Linked DNA regions of Sus scrofa: region 1 is linked to region 2. Evidence: chromatin contacts called from public Hi-C data. All regions are on one chromosome and are shown on one strand. Each heading gives the region's core, a stretch centred on a gene start, on an enhancer-like site or on the middle of the called end of the contact. The rest is flanking DNA. Distances are from core to core; before and after follow the strand shown. Region 1 has its middle 110 kb from the start of DLL1. Region 2 holds the start of DLL1 (delta-like protein 1).

Region 1 (5,789 bases), core at 1,583-4,082, 110 kb before region 2:
ACAAGCAAATGACCTTTGCTGCGGGCCTTGACCGCTGGGCTCTGCCGCCACGTCTGGATGTGTTGTGAGCCAAGAGCATGCGGACAGAAGGAGGAAAGCCAGGGGCAGGGGAGACCCCTGGCAGCACCAGGGCGAGGAGCGGACGCCTCGTCAGGCTGCGCTCTACACCTGCCACCGGACGGCTTGCCTGTGGCGAAATTCGAAAAGCCTGGATTTTCTTTTTACTAAGGTAGAGTTGATACACAATATTACATGTACGTTTCAGGTCACAACGTGGTGACTCAGCAGTTTGGAAGCTTATCCTCGCTTTGCCGTCGCCAGAACGCAGGCTCCGTTCCCTGCGCTGTACCTGACACGATTGCGGCTTGTTTATTTTATGCCCAGCGGCCTCTGCCCCCAATCCCTCCTCTTCCCGCTCCACAGCCGACCACGAGTCGCTTCTCTGCGAGTCTGCTTTTTCTGTGTCACTCGCCGCTTTGTTGACTTTTTTAGATCTCACGTGAAAGCGACACTGTACAGTGTTTCCTTTCTCTGTCGGACGTCTTGCATTTGGCGGAACTGCCTCCGAGCCCATCCGCGTTGCTGCACGGGCCAGATTTCATTCTTTCTGTGGCTGAGTGCTGTTCCATTGTATATATGTGCCACATCTTCTGAATCCATTCATCTGTTGGGGGACACGTAAGTCTCTTCCATGTCCTGGCTATTGTGAAGAGTGCTTCTGCGGACACTGGGGTGCATGGATCTTTTTGAATTAGAGTTTTGAGGGTTTTGGGATCTATATCCAGGAGTGGAATTCCTGGGTTGTAGGTAGTTCTATTTTAAATTTTTCCAAGACCCTCCATACTGTTTTCCATAGTGACTGCCCTAAATACATTCCCGCCAATAGGATCCGAATGTTCCCTCTTCTCCACACCCCCTGCAGCATTTTGGTATTTGGTGTCTTTTTGCTGATGGCCATTCTGACCGGTGCGAGGTACCTCAGTGTGGGTTTGAGCTGCATCTCTCTGCTGATGAGTGAGACCGAGCACCTTTTCTTGTGCCTGTTGGCCTCCATATGTTTTCTTTGAAAAAAATATCTATTCAAGTCTCCTGCCCATTTTTTAACTGGGTTTGGACATTGAGCTGTATGAGCTGTTTAGGTAATTTGGATGTTAACTCCTATCTGGTTGTGTAATATGAAAATATTTCCTTCCATTCGGGGATTGTCTGTTCATTTTTGTGGATGGTTTTCTTTGCTGTGCGAAAGCTTTTAAGTCTAATTAGGTCTCGTCTGTTTATTTTTGCTTTGTTTCCTTTGCCTTAGTGGATTTTTTAAAGAAGAGAAACATTTGTGTATTCTTCTAAAAAAAAATTACGAGTGAGAAATTCTGCTGAGGCCAATGCCACTCTCCTGCTGGTGCGAGTGCACGGCTCCGAGGGGCAGGATGCAGACCTCATATAACCCAGCCTTGCCCTGGGGAGTGATTTTGCCCAATTGCCTGCGGAAAGTTAAAGTGAGACCGAGGGGGAGCCAAGAGGACACAGCGCGGCCTCCGGGTGGGTATTATGTTTCAGGAGCTGGAGGCTGTGTGCATCCCTGAGACTGAGCCTGGAGACAGAGGCACCGAGCCAGTACAGACACCCCCCAGGCACGTCCCGGGGGACAGCCGGGCGCTGAGAAATCCTGGGCCGGGGGCTCAGGGGCCCTGTGGATTTTTGTGGCTGTGGCTTCTTGTCATTGGGCCAGAAGGACAGGGGTCCCGCCTTCCCCCTGGCCCTGTGATCCTGGGCAGCCACGCCGGCCCGGAGCCTCTGGCCTTAAGGTCCAGCTAAGCCCAGCACAGGTGTCCAGCCTCGCCCTTCAGCTGAGCTGAGACAGAAGTCGCCTCTCCCAGTAAGTCCAGGTGATCTGCATCTTCTAGACCAGAAAGGGACTTTTCGTCTCCTTGCCGAGTTATTTAGGGAAGAACTTACTTTGGAAAGCAAGGCTGGCCCTCTGCTGTCGCTGGCCCCTTGCGCCGGGGGAGGCCCAGGGCAAGGGAGGCCCCCGCCAACCAAGAACCTCCTTCAGAAAATCCTCCTTGTGGATCGAAGCCCTGTCACCACCAGCCCTGGGAGCCGGTGGTGCTCACTCTGTGTCTGCTCTCCGTTTGCTACAACGGGCCTTGGCTTCTGTCTTTGGCCTGGTTTTCTGGGCGAAGCCTCAGGCACCTCGGCCGAGAGGCCCGCACATCCAGGAAGCAGGGTTTGTCATCTCCAGGCCGCCCAGGGCCTCCTCTTTACCAAGTCCTTCTCTCCCTCCAAGGCTGGCAGGCTGCCTGCAGGTGGGCCGAGCCCGCCCACCCGAGAAGTGTTCACGGCTGCCCCTCCTCCCCAAGGCCAACCCTGCAGCTTCCTGCTCCCCCTGGAAGATGCTGTCTCCCATCAGAGGGTGTCCAGGGAGCCTGAGCCGGCCCCGGCTGGGGTTCTCATGTTCCTGGTTTAAGGGATCGGAAGTAGAGGTTGAGCTTCTGGAAGATACTGGCAAGAGGACAGCTGGTTTCCTCGGCGGTACCGTGAGCCACCCCCACTTGCACAGGAGCCCCAAGCTCCGAGAGGTCACTTCTGCAGGACCAGCCTGTTCCCCAGCCCTCCTGCTGGGTCTGGGCCTGGGCCTGGGGCAGGCTCATTCTCCTCTCCCTCCTGGCCCTGCTCTGCCCAGCTCAGAGCGCCTCCGGCCCCCAGAACTGGCTCTGGCTGGCCTGGCAGGAGCTGGGCACTGACTCCCATTGTGACTTGATCCTGTTGTGTTACCCTGTGACCTGCTTCCCTGTTAAGGAAGGGGGGGGCGTCAGCCTAGTGGCGCGGATCCCTGACACAGTCGAAGTTCTAATTATCTGCGATGAATCAGCAGCTCTGCTCGGCAGGGCACTGGGAGCATTTGGCTGCCAGCCCACCGCTAGAACTTCAGAAAGGTCCATCTCTGTGCCCGGGAGGCCCCAAGTTGACCCGTCCCTGGTCTTTGCTGCTCCTCTTTCCTGCCCCAGTGTCCAGTTTACTTGTTAATCCACCACCAAAACCCAGAACGAAGAAGGCTGGGTATGCACTGCCACGAGATGCACAGGTGCACCAGGCTCACTGCTAGGGAGAGCGACACGTCCTCCTTTAGTCAAGGGCAGCGGGTAGAGAGGCTGGCCCAGGCTCACAAGCTCCATGGGTGCCCACTGCTCACCTCCCCCTTCTCTTGCACCTGGCTTTCCCATCAAAGGGGGGGCCACGAACAGCTCCCACCCCCGTTCATTTAAAACCCCACTAACCTCCCTTCTTTACTCCACAAGCTTCATTCTGGGGTCTGTGCCCTACAGGTGTTGGCACCGTCTTGGCTTATCCACGTGTTCCTCGTCCATCCTGGGCAGCCGGACCTTCTCTGTCCCCTCCATCCCCGGGGCATCGCCCCCAGTGCCCCTCCTTCCTGCAAGGCCATGCTTGTGCTTTAGAAGGGGTACAGGTGTCTGCCCCCCGAGGTCAGAGGTGCCCTCACTTCCTGGGCAGGGCCTTGTGGGCCATCCAGGCTTTTAGGAAGGGAGGGATCCCGCCCAAGCTTCCTGAGGGCAGGTGCCTGGCGCCCTGGGTACATTCTAGAACGGCGCCCGGCTGCAGGTCCTTCTGGAGCTAGGTCGGGTTTCTGGCCAAGCTTGGCGTGTCCCTCAGCAGGGAGGCAGGACTTACGCCATCCTCCCCTGGGGCCGAGAAGAAGTGGACACTCTTCTCGACTCCTGGGCTTCAGGAGCCCCTGGCAGAGCCTCTGACTCGAAGCTGCCACCACGGCTGCACAGCCAGCGCTGAGCCTCGTCCTCAGCCAGCGCTGAGCCAGCGCTGAGCACCCTCGTGCTCACCTCCCTCCCGGCACCGACAGAGAACCTGGCTCAAGCCCCCGTGAGCCACGGAGACCACGAAGTTCCCACATGCTTGATGCACAGGTCAGAGAGGCCACCGAGCCGTCCCTTCCAGTATTGCAAATGGAGCCAGTTGGGCTTGGCGGTCTCTTTTGTAACTTTTCATAGACATCTTTATTCATCCAAGGTCATATTCTGGAGCCCATGACATGGAAGCCACAGTGAGGGCCTAGCTTACCCTCACTGACGCAGGGGTGCATCTTCTGGAGGCTACCCAGGACAGATGCCCCCTCAAAACCCCTGGGCTGGGAAACCACATCAGAGGAGAAGGCTGGGGTCTCCCTTAGCCGCACTCACGTGTCCTGCTGGGACCTTCCAGGCACAGAACATGTCGCTTGTCCAGAGAAGCATCTTCACCCCAGGAGGGGTCTGCTCACCCCACGGGGGCGTGGGCTTCTTTCAAAGCAACGTGCAGGCCTAGCTGACATCACACGCCTAGAAGTGGGTGTGATCAGGACTGAGCACCCAGGTGCTGTGGAAATGGGGCCTCCTTCCCGTTTGCTGCTGCGTGGCCGCATCCCCAGGCCTCAGGCAGTGCCTCTCCTCCTACGCGTGTGCGTCTCCTCTGACTCTCCAGCCAGGCCCCGCGGCTCTGCTCCTGAGTCCACAGAGACACACTGTCAGACGAGCAAAGAGAGGGACAAAGACTCAGCTCTGCAACTGCACATGGGTCCCCTTGAGACTGAACACACAGCGGTGCGGTGGGTGGGGGAGAGGGAGGGGGAGGCTATTTCGGGAACCAAGGGCTTATGGCCACACCTGCTGCTTCAGTGGGTGAGGCGCTGCCCGACAAACTTACTAAAACATGGGATCCATTTCTAATCAAGATAAAGGACCGGGGACACAATGTCTGGCCATTTAGGGTATAAAAGCCTATTTCAGGGAAGTAATTATAGGCTTGGGATGGAATCTTAAACCCAAAGAATGAGAAATCAACTTACAGCCAAGATAAAGCTGGTGCTAATTTAGTACCACCTTCTAAGAACTTGCATATTCATTTCAAAAGAAGAATCTTCCCACCCGGGTCCCCCTGGGAGTCCAGGCATCCATCTGGGATGACAGGCCTTGCGCGGAATGCGGGGAGGCTGAGCCCTGTGCGGGCAGAGCAAGTGCTCCGGGAGGGACCCCAGCACCCGCAGCTGCTGACTGCCCTGACGGTGACGGATGAAGGCTGAACACGCGCTATGGATGCCATGCGGGCACATCACCCACATGGCCTGGTCTTGTCCCCTTAGCTGCCTCAAGAACAGAGAGGCCGTAAGAGTTTCCCGAGGTCTTTCTGCCCCCCACAGTCCTCTCACAGCCGAGCCGACACATATGGAGGGGGGGTTCCAGGACCACGCTGCCTCCAGGAGAAGGGGGGGTCCCAGGACCACGCGGTGTCCAGGGGAAAGGGGGGGGTCCCAGGACCACGCGGCCTCCAGGGGAAGGGGGGGTTCCAGGACCACGTGGCCTCCGGGGAAGGGGGAGCCCCTCGTGGCTTTTCAGGGCCCGCCCAGAGCCCCTCGCCTCTCTTATGCAGTCAGAAAAGGCTGAGTGGTGCTGATAGGACTGAGTCCTGGGCCTGTGATGGGGAAGGGGCTTCTCTGGACACAAGTGTCCCCAAAAAGATCTTCACACTTGGGACGAAGGAGAGGTAGGATATGGGTGCGGGGGAGGGGATAAAAGCAGTGAGAAGGTGCCACGTGGAGGGACCGAGGTCCGAGTTCTGCCACCTGGCTCTTCAGAGGTGGGTCTAGACACGGCAGCTGAAGCTGCCGCTCATCCCACACTGACCAAGCGGTTTCGTACCTGGAAAGGATCAAGTGGCTCAACAATCTGACTTAGTTTTTCAAATTAGACATGCGGCAGGGCCCTCATGTCCCCCTGCGCAAT
Region 2 (5,522 bases), core at 2,113-4,612:
CCCTCAGGCTGACTTCCTGACCCCTGGCCCTGGCTCCAGAGTCCTCCCAGATGAAGAAAGGCAGCTTCCCATAGCGGAAGTTCAAGCGGCTGAGTAGACCCCAACCCACCACTGGCTCACTGTGAGGTACTAGCAAGGCTCTCTGGTTCCCTGGCCTCGGTTTCCGACCAGAACGCCCTTCAGGGCTGAAATCCCAGGACCCCAGCATCTCAGAAACACTGCCCACTCCCCCCCCCCGGGGGGAAGGGAGGGGGGCGGCGGCCCAGGGAGCAGGCCCAGGGCAGCGGTGGCCTTCCGCAAGGACTCACGCTCAGTGCAGTACTGGCCTTTCCAGCCAGGGTTGCAGACTTTCTCGCCTCTCTCCCCGCAGGTGAAGTGGCCAAAGGCGTCGTCTCGGGGGCGGCAGAAGACAGAGCAGCCCTCCCCATAGTAGTGCTCGTCACACACGAAGCGGTAGGAATACTTGAGGTCCGTGCGGCCACTGCTGTGCAGGTCCTGGGACCACTCCTCGCCCACGGTGAGGTGCCTCTGTGTGGCCAGGCGGCTGATGAGTCTCTCTGGGTTTTCTGTGGGGAGAGGATGCCTATTGGTTCTGACTGGGAACTAAAGGCTTGAGGAATGGCGGGAGGTGAAAGGAGGCCGAAGACCCTCGCCTGAACCTTCCAGAGGAACAGGCAGAATGAGAGATGTAGACTTTGTTTCTCAGGAGATCTGAAATCATAGCCATACTAACTGGAGAAGTAGTTTGCAGCTTTGGAGGTTTTTGGCTTGTTTTTACCTGTTGCGAGGTCATCGGGAGAATCCGTGTGCAGAGCTTCAATGATCAGAGAGAAAGTTCCCTGGGGAGGAGATGGAAGATAAACCAGAAACGTTTTTAAAAGAACCAAAGCATTTGGAACAATCAGGTGGTTGCACATCTGCGAGCAGAGGGTCCTGGGAAGGGTCTCTGTACCTGTCTTGCCTGATTTCACTTTTCTTAAGGAAATGGGAGAACTTTTAAAAGAAGGGTTTCTTGATGTCTTTTTTCAGCCTGATAATATAGGACATTGCGTTTTTACAAAGAAAGAAAGTAAAAACACAGCGCGGAGCAGGAGGGCCTGGAGGGGGTTGTGTGCACTCTTCCGGCAAAGGAACCCTGCAGAGGGGACTGGACTGCGAACTGTCAGGCTAAGAGGGTGACAGAACGACCAGCGGGTCCGGGAGCTGGGGAACTAGAACTTTCCCACGTGAAGGGGCCCATTCAACCTGAGAGCTAGGCACAGAGACCGGATACGGAAATGTCCCCGGTCCTCGGCCTCTCTGTCCACTCTACCCCGCTGTCATCCCACAACCCGCCCCGCCGCCTGCAGGTCATTCCGGGCGTGGAATCGGTATCCCCGGGCTCTGAGACCGCGGCTCCCACCCGCCCGGGCCCACCCGCGCGCCCCCGCAGGAGTTCCGAGCCGGGCAGGTCGTCGCCTCTTTCCCCACCTGCCGCCGGCCCCGCCCGCCCCGCCCCCGCAGGTGCGGCGCTCACCGGCCAGGTGAAGCCAAAGGGGAAGCGGATGGGGTTGCTGAAGGCGGGGTCGGCGCCCGCGCCGTCAGGGAGGCTGAAGGAGTCGACGCCCAGCACCGGCGTGACAGCGCTGCCGTAGGTGCAGGGCGGCTCGGGAGACACGCTGGCCTGGTAGTGCTTGAGGCACACGCGGAAGAAGGTCCTGCAGGCGCACGGCGGCGGCCCCGCGCCTCCGCGGCAGCAGTTGCGGTTTCCCAGCAGCCCCTTCTTGTTGACGAACTCCTGCAGCTTCAGCTCGAACACCCCGGAGCTCCAGACCTGCGGGGGAGGTCAGGGCGTGGGGCTCTGCGCGCCGGGAGCCCGCCCTGCCGCGTCCTGCCCTCGGCCCAGTGCCCCTCAGGGTCTGCGCCCCGGGTCCCCACCTGACAGCACAGGGCTCCGGGGCACCCCGCGGGCAGCCTGCGGGACAGCGCGGCCCTGGGGACTTCACCTGGCAACTTACCTGGCACAGCAGGGCCGAAAGCACGGCGAGGGCCAGGGCGCACCGCCGGCCCATGGTGCACCGCTGGACGCGCTCGCTCTCTTCGCGTCCCCTTCTTCTTAAGTCAGCAGGGAATGCTTGGGGAGGAAGGTGCCCCCAGGAGCGTGGGCGGGAGAGAGCGGCCGCTTTGCCTCCGGCTGGTAAAATCCGGGCTTCTCTCCTCGAGGGTCCGTCTCCGGCTCCTTTGGAAGCCGAGGTCCCTTAGATCCGCCCAGCGGAGACGATGGCAGCTCCGGGGATGCACGAGAGAAAAAGGCTCCTGGAAGAGACTGCTCCTGGAGCAGCAACTTTCGGTTTTCCCCTCTTTCTTCCAAGCCACCAGTAGGTAGGGGTCGTCTGCTTCCTGGTTTTGTCTTAAGCTTCTTCGCAGGAAAAAAAAAAAAAAAAAAAGAGAAGGAGAAAGAAAGAAAAAGGAAAAGAGAAAGAAAGAAAAGAAAAGGGGGAGAGGAAACGTCCAAATATTTAGCTCAATTCCCAAGGAGCTGCAGAGCTGCCCGCGAGTCCGATTAGCGAGCTGCGTTCTGGAAATCCCACGCGCGAGGCGGTAATCCGAGGCCGGCGAGCACCCGCGGGTGCGGCCCGGCTGGCTCACTCGGCGGCCGTGGTCCGGGAAGCGCCCTGGACCTGAGTCTTTCCCAGGGACCCAGCCAGTGCCATCCAGGTCAACACCCGGGGTCTAGGACCGGGTCGCGGCGAAGGCTGCGCGCCAGGCTGCGCGTCGGGTGCGGCGCCGGCCGGGGCTCCGCGGGCGCGCAGGGGCTCGAGCTCACCCCGCGCCGCCGCCTTATATCCAGCCGGCCGCCCGCATGGCTAATGAGATGCAAATGAGCAGCCCCCCAATCTGGCGAGAGCTGTCACAAAGGAGCCACTTTTCCAAACCCTCCTCTCAATGGCTCGCCAAATGGTCAGTGAGCTGTAAAATGTGCAACCCTCCTCCCCGCCCCCACCCTCCCCGCCCTCGGCCCTCCCCTGCCCCCGCCCCCGCCCCCCCATCCCACGAAACGCACTCATTTACATTCCTGCAAAATGTTCACCGCAAGAATCCCCTCTGCGCCCGAGGCTGGTGCCGCCGCCCGGGCTCCTCGGCGCTTCCTCCCGGCCTCAGACTCGTAGAGGCCCGGGGACGCGCGGGGGCGGCGCTGCGCCCCTGCCCCGCCGCGAGCAACCCGGCGGGTGAGGCCGCGTCCGGCCTGGGGAACTCTCCCGTCGCCGCGGCGCCCGCCTCCGACCCGCTCTCTGGCCGCGGCCGGGGCCTGGGGGGGCGGGTGCGAAGTCCGAGGCCCAGTTCCCGGTGGGCCGCCCCTTCTCCCGGGCAGCCTCTTCCTAAGGAGGAGTCTCCGGGGCGGGGGACCGGGGCACAAGAGGGAGGGGGCGGGCCCGAGCAGTGGGCAGAGGGTGGCGAGAGCGCAGCGGCAGTTTCGGGAAGTTTGGGAAGGTCTGACACCCAGACGTCTCCCGGACGAGGACCGCGACTCCGCGTCTGGGAACGCAGAAGCGAGCGCGGCGCCCCGGGGACCCTGTTGCCTCGCGCCTGGGGTGTTCCCGCACCAATCCGCAGCCGCTGGGGGGCGGGGTCCGGGTAGCGCGTCCCCCACTGCGGGGGGATCCTGACGCAGTAAACTACCGCCTCCCCTCCATCCCCAATACACACACCCTTCCGGGCTCGATTCTCGGCCGCCGCCACCTTTCCGGGGTCCCCAGGACCTCTCTCCTGGGTATTCCCCCCTCGGCCTCCCTCTGCTTGGTAAAAAGTGAGTTTGGTGTGTGTCGTTCGCGTGGCTGTCATTAAGGCAGTCTGTTATTGTGCGAGGCTGAATCAGTGGCTCTTTGTGCGCTCAGCTGTATGGTAATGCAGACCGCACCTGCTCCCCGCACAATGCAGAGAGAAAGAGCTCCCCTCCGCGCGCGCCGCGGCCTCTGCAACAATGTCCGGCACATGTTCTAAAGACCCTCCAGCCTGCCCCCCCAACCCGCAACCTTTGCACAACCATCACCTTATTAGGTTTTTACACGTCCATCAGACACTAGAACTTTTGTTTTCATTTTTTTTAAAGGGAAATGAGTTTATTGGGAGGGCCGAGAACACACGTTTCACACAATGAGGATCTAAATTGCTCTCATGCTTGCGGCCGCGATGCAGAATTAAGGTGGGCCATGGACTCCTACTCTGGCATCCAGCTTCGTGCTGGGCGGCTTCTATCCCACCCATATCTGCTCCTCCCTTGACCTCCCCCTCCCCGACACCTAGGGCAGCTTCATCCGGAGGAAAGGTGTGAGCGCTGGAGTAAACTCCACTTTGTTGGCAGCACAGCTCCAGGGCGCCGGGCCACAACAGCCTCGCTATAGGAGTGCTACAGCCACCTTACTGGTGAGAACGTGCACTGTCCTGGCAAAATGTGACTGTCATTGCAGCAGATGTTCAGATCACAGTGTACCGTCTAATGAACAAGAAGAAGGAAAATTCTCAAATACCAAGTAAAACCACAGTAGACAGCAAATCTAAAAATCAGTTGAAGTCTAGGGCCATCCCTCCACTAGTTAGGCAGCAGGCTCCCGAATACCTGTCAAGATTCAGGATCAACAGATTTTAATTGTTCCACTGCTGCTTCCCGAGGGAGCAAAGAATGAATTGAAAGTAATGCGTGTATAATGTTTAAGGCTGAAGTGAGAAAGGCAGACTTGGACCCCACAAGAACCCCATACAGTTTGGTGCAGAACAAATGGAGACTTCAAAACCTGCTCTGCCCCACCCCCCATGATGGTGGCAGTACAAGTGTGGCCGCCCTGTGGGGATTTTGCAAGGACTCGCTGCATCACCACAGGACCGGGCCAGATCGAATCCTAATTTAATCTTGCCACCTAGTGTCAGCATCCTTTTTTCACTATATCCATGTTTCCTCTGAAAGCTCATTTCTGAGAGCTCTGCTCCCTACTGCAAGGAAGGTGGGGGTGGGGGGGAGAGGTGGGTGGGAGAGAGGTGAGGCAGTTCCTGGAGCAGGAGAGGGCAAAAGAAGAAAGGAATGTGAGTTCTAAATCCTCTGTGCTCTGAGACTGAGACTAGATTTCAGTAAGAAATGAAATATCAGGAACCTTTTAATTAGAAAATGGAAGTGAGAAACAGGCTTATTTGAATGCCTTTTTAGAAAACTGAAATAAAAGTTCCACGCGCAAGGGCTTAAACCTTGGGGGGGGGGCGGGAAGACCTGCCCCAAATCTTTAACAAACCCCCCTCAGTATCAAGTATTTGTTAAATTGACATGGCACAGATTTCTCGATTACGGCGGCAAAGCGGAACTGAAAGGCATCGTAAAATCCATCAGAATCCTGCCCAAAGCGTTCATTCTTTTCCAACTTAATTTATGCCACACAATTCTGTATTGGGGAAATCAAGCAGAAAGCCCTTTTCTTGTCTTTCCTCCTCCTCCTGCTCTTCTTTCCTCTACTTTATTCTTCCTCTTCTCTCTCCCTCCCTCTCTCTCTCCCTCC

The links. A called contact is a pair of places that touch in the nucleus more often than the background predicts.
Region 1: a contact with region 2 is called in a Hi-C map of skeletal muscle, with 2.5 times the contacts expected there. The contact joins the enhancer-like site here to the promoter of DLL1 in region 2. A contact is called at or near these places in 1 of 5 promoter capture datasets (liver), 3 of 47 Hi-C or Micro-C datasets (fibroblasts, liver and skeletal muscle) and 1 of 2 datasets of contacts at active chromatin or transcription factors (skeletal muscle).

What each region holds. Positions count from the first base shown.
Region 1 is chr1:301,899-307,687 of Sscrofa11.1, reverse strand. No RefSeq gene overlaps it. Among named protein-coding and RNA genes, the nearest start is that of DLL1, 110 kb to the right of the region's middle. Within about 2 kb of position 2,832, at least 9 of the 83 cell types and tissues checked have an H3K27ac peak or open chromatin away from gene starts, as enhancers often do. A contact at or near this core is called in skeletal muscle, where this site is marked.
Region 2 is chr1:196,655-202,176 of Sscrofa11.1, reverse strand. DLL1 (delta-like protein 1) reads right to left here and starts at 3,362. Exons shown (of 12, transcript XM_021085522.1): 1 at 3,044-3,362; 2 at 1,998-2,395; 3 at 1,517-1,813; 4 at 779-839; 5 at 309-566. The coding sequence starts at 2,051.